Regions from separate parts of the Sus scrofa genome. Here region 2 is linked to region 1. The links are chromatin contacts, called in public promoter capture Hi-C maps. All regions are on one chromosome and are shown on one strand. The core of a region is the stretch at or near the end of the contact, and the rest is flanking DNA. Distances in the headings are between cores, read along the strand shown. Region 1 holds the start of MED27 (mediator complex subunit 27). Region 2 holds the start of GTF3C4 (general transcription factor 3C polypeptide 4).

Region 1 (2,700 bases), core at 179-2,678:
AAAATAAAAAGAGGCTCCCATCATTTGATCACCACCTCCTCTTCCATTCTACCTCCTCCTTCCAGCTGGTTACTAAGGAAACCAAGTTGAGAGGAAGAAAAAAAAAAAAAAAAGCCTAACCACTCCAGAAATCACAGGATGACTAGCTCCCCAAATGCCTTCCCCCCATGCTAAGGTCAGTTCGGAGAGGTCAAAGACAAAACTCCTGATATGTGAACCTCCCTGGATAGGACTGACTCCCATAAGGCAGGGAAGGCAAGTTCAGGACCTGACCAATTAAAAAGTGCATACTGGAGTTCCCTGGTGGCTCCGTGGGTTAAGGACCTGGCCGTTGTCACTGCTGTGGCGCAAGTTTGATTCCTGGCCTGGGAACTTTCACATGCCAAGGGCAAGGCCGGGGGAAAAAGTGACTACTAAGTGCCAGGCAGTTTACAAACATCCTCTCACTGCATTTCACTTATAAAGTAGACGTAAAGAAGGTGACTTGTAAGAAAAAGAAGAAATGTACCACCCTTGATGGTAGAGGACCACAAATTAATAACTGCTGGCAGGCAGGGGGAGGTTGACGCCTAAGTGATTAAGCTGGTTAAGGCAGAGATGAGGTCTCAGGAACGGGAGCAGAGAGAGTGGGAATGAAAGTACTGATCAGGTGGTTTCAGAGGAGGCAGGGGAAAAGAGGAAGATTAAAGCCTGTTTTGTCGTGTTTGGGGATGGGGTAGGAAGGAACTGATGACTTCCCGGTTCGGGGAGGAAAAAGCTAGGGCCAATCAGACGGAGTGCACCTGGGTTTGGGGCAGCGCTGAGCAGGTCCTGCTTGGGGTTATTTGATCAGAGACGGCGGGGCACAGAGGGCCCACAGGTGAGAACCCTGCCACGCTGAGACGAGGCGTGGAAGCTCCTGGACAGAGCATGTCCCCTCGTGAGGGACCTTAGGAGCACGAGGAGGGTCCAGGGCGGCGGGAGACAGCCAGGACCAGGACGCCAAGACAAGGGAGACGGGAAAGCGGGGGTGGAGGATGAGGTGGCCCCGAGGGGCGGGCAGAGCAGGAAGGGGGAGCGAGGGAGCAAGGAAAAGGGAGGGCAGCCGCGGACTAAGGAGACTCGCGCCGGGTCGGGACAGGGTGGGAGGTCCCCGACCCCGGTCCCTTCAGCCGGTACCTACTTGAGGTCCCGGTTGACTGAATGCAAGTTGTCCTGGAAGTGCGCAATGAAGGCCTTCTCCCGGCCCTCCAGCGTCTCCTTGTTGCGCATACCATCCTTCAGGCAGTCGAACACCCTGCTCACGCTGGAGCGCAGCGCCTGGATAGCACTGATGGCCTGGGAAAAGGCCTCCAGGTTCACGCCGACGCTCAGCACGTCCGCCATGTTGCCGCCGCCACAGCCGGCCCTACAAAGCCGGCTCCGCGAGCAAAAGGCGGCGCCCACTGATGACGCAAGTCCTCGATGGACTCTGGGAAATGTAGTTCTCGCCGGGCCGGGCTCACCGGGTGGTTCGTGAGGCCACTGTCCCAAAGAGGGTTTCCACTTTAAACGAATGCGTGGCCAGGGAAGTAATCACCCGGGTTTGAGGAAGTCGGGCTGCACTCTCGGCTCTCCTAATGGTGACAAGGAAATACACAAAGTTCCCTTGCTTCCCCAAACTTGCACTCTTGGGAGTCACATGGAAAGGAATTGCTCAGAACAATAAAGTGTCCATGGGGTAGACGGAATAAAATGAGCCCACACTCGTAAATGAATGAGGGAGAAGGGAAATTCCTTCCCCTCAGTAGAATGCCAGCTAATAAATGCGGAAAGAATAATGGAAAGAAAATCACCATTTGGCAACCGTTAGAATAATAATTGATTGAGATGGGAATCGAGGGAGGCTAGCGCGTAAAAGTGTGCGGCTTAACAGGATATTTACACGGTCTCAATGTATCATCCCACTAGAAACTTGTTGGCTAAGAAGAGAAAAAATAATGATCCAGTGATTTCAGTTCTGGCTGTACACTCAAAAGAAGGAAAAGTAGGGTCTGGAACGGATGCTTGTACACCCAAGTTCATGGCAGCCTCGTCCTCAGGAGCCAAAAGGCAAAAGCAACCCAAGTGTCCGCCGTGGGATGAATTCATAAACAACATGTGTGACATCTCCATGCAAGAGAATATTTATTCAGCCCTAAAATGGAGGGAAATTCTGGCACATGCTACAACATGGGTAAACCTTAAAGATGTTATACTTAAGTGAATTAAGTCAGGCACGAAAGGACAAGTACTGTATGTTTTCACTTACATGAGGTACCTAGAAGACTCAGATTCATAGAAACAAAGAGTAGAATGGTGGTTGCCTGGAGCTGTGGGAAGGGGAATGGGGAGTTGGCGTTTAACGGGCACAGGATTTCAGTGGGGGAAGATGAAAAAGTTCTGTGGATGGTGGTGGCAGTGGCGCAGCAGTGTGAATGCACTTACTGCTACAGAACTGGACACTTACAATGGTTGAAATGGTGATTTCATGTTATGTGTATTTTACCAGAATTTAATTCTGCGATGTAAGGGGGGTGTCGTTAATAGTGACTTCACAGTAGAGAAACCTGGCTGGCGCCATCTTAACAAGATGTGTAGGACAGAGCTACCCCCGGATAAAATGCACTGAACATGACTTCTGTGATATTCCTGCCAAAAATGCAAAACCTGAATCTGATCAAGACATCTGATGGCGCTCCC
Region 2 (2,813 bases), core at 102-2,601, 530 kb after region 1:
TTTAATTTTTCAAAAGAATTAAGTGTTGCTTTTTCGAGAAAACACACATAAACACACTTTCCTTGCCTTCAAGCTGTAGCCGTCCTGGTTTTTATGACAACGTATGAATTTTCTGCTTCTCCTCTTTTCTAGGAGCCTAGTGAACCACCTTAAAAACCGATTTTCAGCTTTGGCTTGGGTTAAATGTAGGGCATCTTTCTCTCACCTAATGAGGTGACCACATTGACTAGGTGTATTTTCTCTTCCCTTCATTGCACGTGGGTGAAAATACATCCCATCTTGGAAAACTTCAAAAAACTCTCTAGTTTCCAGTTCTCATTCCGGAAACAAACGACCCTTAGAGTCGAGAAAACGGCGGCTAAGATAAGTTTAGAGACACGGCTGGTGAGTGACGGGGCTGGGGCTTCCGCCCAAGCGTCAGTCCCCAGTTTCTCTGGGAGGCAGCCTCAGGTCCCCGCCGCTACCTCCGACTAGCAGCCCGAGCCGGCCCCCACCCCTCCACACCCACTCCGTTCCCTCCGAGACCCCCTCTCCGCAGGATGGTGTCCGGGTCTCAGACCCGCGCTGCTCAGCGACTCCTCCAGAAGCTGCCCGACGCCTGGCTTTGCCCCCTGAACTTCGAACCCCGACCAAAAGGCAAGGCGGCAGCTCACGGCGCGCAGCGGCCCCGGGTGCGAACGAATCTGAAATCGGGGCAGAACTCACCTGCCTCGCCTGCGCCGGGCGGGGCCTGGAGAACGTCCTGGGGGCTGCGGCGCGGGGCTCGGGAACGTGGAGGAGCGCTCCACCGGCGGCTGCCATGCCGGCAGAAAGGCGCGTCTGGGTCTCTCGAACCGGCCCCGCCGCTCGGCTCGGCCCCACGTGGGACGCGCGCGAGGACCCCGCGTAGCTGCCCCGCAGGGTCCTGCGCCCGCGCCCCTTCCGGGTCCCGGAAGGTCTGCAAACGCACGGCCCGCGCCGCTCGGGGCTGGGGCCGCAGCGCGTGGGGGGCTGCCCCGCTTGAGCCCCTCGTGGCCTGGCCTGCGGCAGAGGTGCCAAGTCCCACTCGACCCCAGAGTTCATGCTTGTGCAGCTCTTTGAATTCCTCCAGAAGAAAAGGCGTGCCTGGTCTAACCAGCATTCCTTCCTTTGCCACCGGGTTACTCTTTCCCCAGCATTTAGTTGCCCCGGGAGGTCCCTAAAGGGGCCTGGGGCTCGATCACCCGGTGGGGATCCTCGCGGCTGCGTGCCCCTTGCCCACCCGCGGTCCAGCCCGCGGAGGAGGCGCGTTTTTTACAGGCAGCGCCTTGGCCACCTGGCAGGGCTGGGTCGCCTAGCAACGGCGGGGTCCTTCCTGGCTCGGCGGCGCTCCGGGCCTAAGGGGAAGAAAACCGCCGCGGAGGGCGCTGGGGGCCGGCGGCCGCGGTGCAAGAGGCGGCAACCGGACGGCGACGCGGAGTTGGCGCGCCCGGGGTCCGGCTTCAGCCTCTGAGGGGAGATGAATACGGCCGACAAGGCCCGGGTGGGGCCCGCGGCCGACCGGCCTGCGCCGCCGAGGAAGAAGAGGGCGAGGCGGGCGGGAAGGGGCCGGTGGCGGACCCGGCCCCCGGGCCCAGCGCCGCGTTCCGCCTCCTGGTGACTCGGCGGGAGCCGGCCGTGAGGCTGCAGTATGCGGTGAGCGGCCTGGAGCCGCTGGCGTGGTCCGAGGACCACCGCGTGTCGGTGTCCACCGCCCGTAGCATCGCTGTGCTGGAGCTCATCTGCGACGTGCACAACCCGGGCCAGGACCTGGTTATCCACCGCACCTCCGTGCCCGCGCCTCTCAACAGCTGCCTCCTCAAAGTAAGTCATCCCCGGGCCCCAGCCCTGGGATCTCCTCCTACTCCCCTCCCGCGGCCGCGTCACCGGTCCCTGGGGAATCCCGACCCACGCCTAGTCCCGGGATTCCCCTCCTTGCACCCAGCGCTTGGGGATAAGCCGCTAGGGTCATCGTAGCTTAAAACAACAAACAACAAATCTAGCCTTTTGTGCTCCGTTTCCCGGATCTCACACTTCCTCCTGACACAAATACACGTGTATTTCGGGAGCTCCCTCTCGGAGCCAGCTTCTTCCCTCACCCCTGCGTCGGGCCGGCTGCTAGTGTAGATTTTCTTTCCTTGGTCTTTTCTGAGGCTCCACCCCCTGTTGACCCAACCCCAGACCTGCCTCGACCGTCGCTCCTATTGTCTGGGGCTTGCTCCCCGAGGACCTCGGCTGGCTTTGTTTACTGTGATGTGCCCTCTCCCTGCGCCTCTTTGGCTTTGGAGGAGAAAAATTGGCTTGCTCCATCGTCTTACCTGTTTCAGTGACTTTATTATGAAATGGTCCTTGTTTCTCATCTTGGGCAGATGGATAAATAAATATGGATGTAGGGGTTAGTACTCCAGTTTTTCTTCAATAATTGAAATTTTTTCGGATGTGGCATGAAAAAATAAGGCCTCTGGAAATTCTTAAACTTCAGTGCAGTTTTAAACTTCAAGCCCAAGATCTCCGTGTAGATTTAGTGCTTTTGGCTTCATATTAACAAAGTTTGCCTTCAGAACTTCAGGGCTCCTGAAGTTTTATTGTTTTATCATCACCATTTTCAATTTTTTTTTTTTTTTTTTTTTTTTTTTTTTGTCTTTTTAGGACCGCATCCTGGGCATATGGAGGTTCCCAGGCTAGGGGTCGAATCAGAGCTGTAGCCACTGACTTACACCACAGCCTCCTCAGATCTTTGCTGCATCTTCAACCTACACCACAACTCACAGCAATGCTGGATCCTTAACCCACTGATCGAGGCCAGGGATCGAACC

Evidence for each region. Promoter capture Hi-C pulls out the DNA fragments that hold promoters and counts their contacts.
Region 2: a contact with region 1 is called in a promoter capture Hi-C map of liver, with 2.4 times the contacts expected there. The contact joins the promoter of GTF3C4 here to the promoter of MED27 in region 1. A contact is called at or near these places in 1 of 5 promoter capture datasets (liver) and 1 of 47 Hi-C or Micro-C datasets (heart right ventricle).

Annotation. Positions count from the first base shown.
Region 1 is chr1:271,926,939-271,929,638 of Sscrofa11.1, forward strand. MED27 (mediator complex subunit 27) reads right to left here and starts at 1,429. Exons shown (of 8, transcript NM_001001644.1): 1 at 1,163-1,429. The coding sequence starts at 1,365.
Region 2 is chr1:272,453,137-272,455,949 of Sscrofa11.1, forward strand. It overlaps GTF3C4 (general transcription factor 3C polypeptide 4), which reads left to right and starts at 1,352. Exons shown (of 6, transcript XM_001929441.4): 1 at 1,352-1,532; 2 at 1,535-1,821. The coding sequence starts at 1,478. DDX31 (probable ATP-dependent RNA helicase DDX31) reads right to left here and starts at 1,259. Exons shown (of 20, transcript XM_003122262.5): 1 at 706-1,259. The coding sequence starts at 1,062.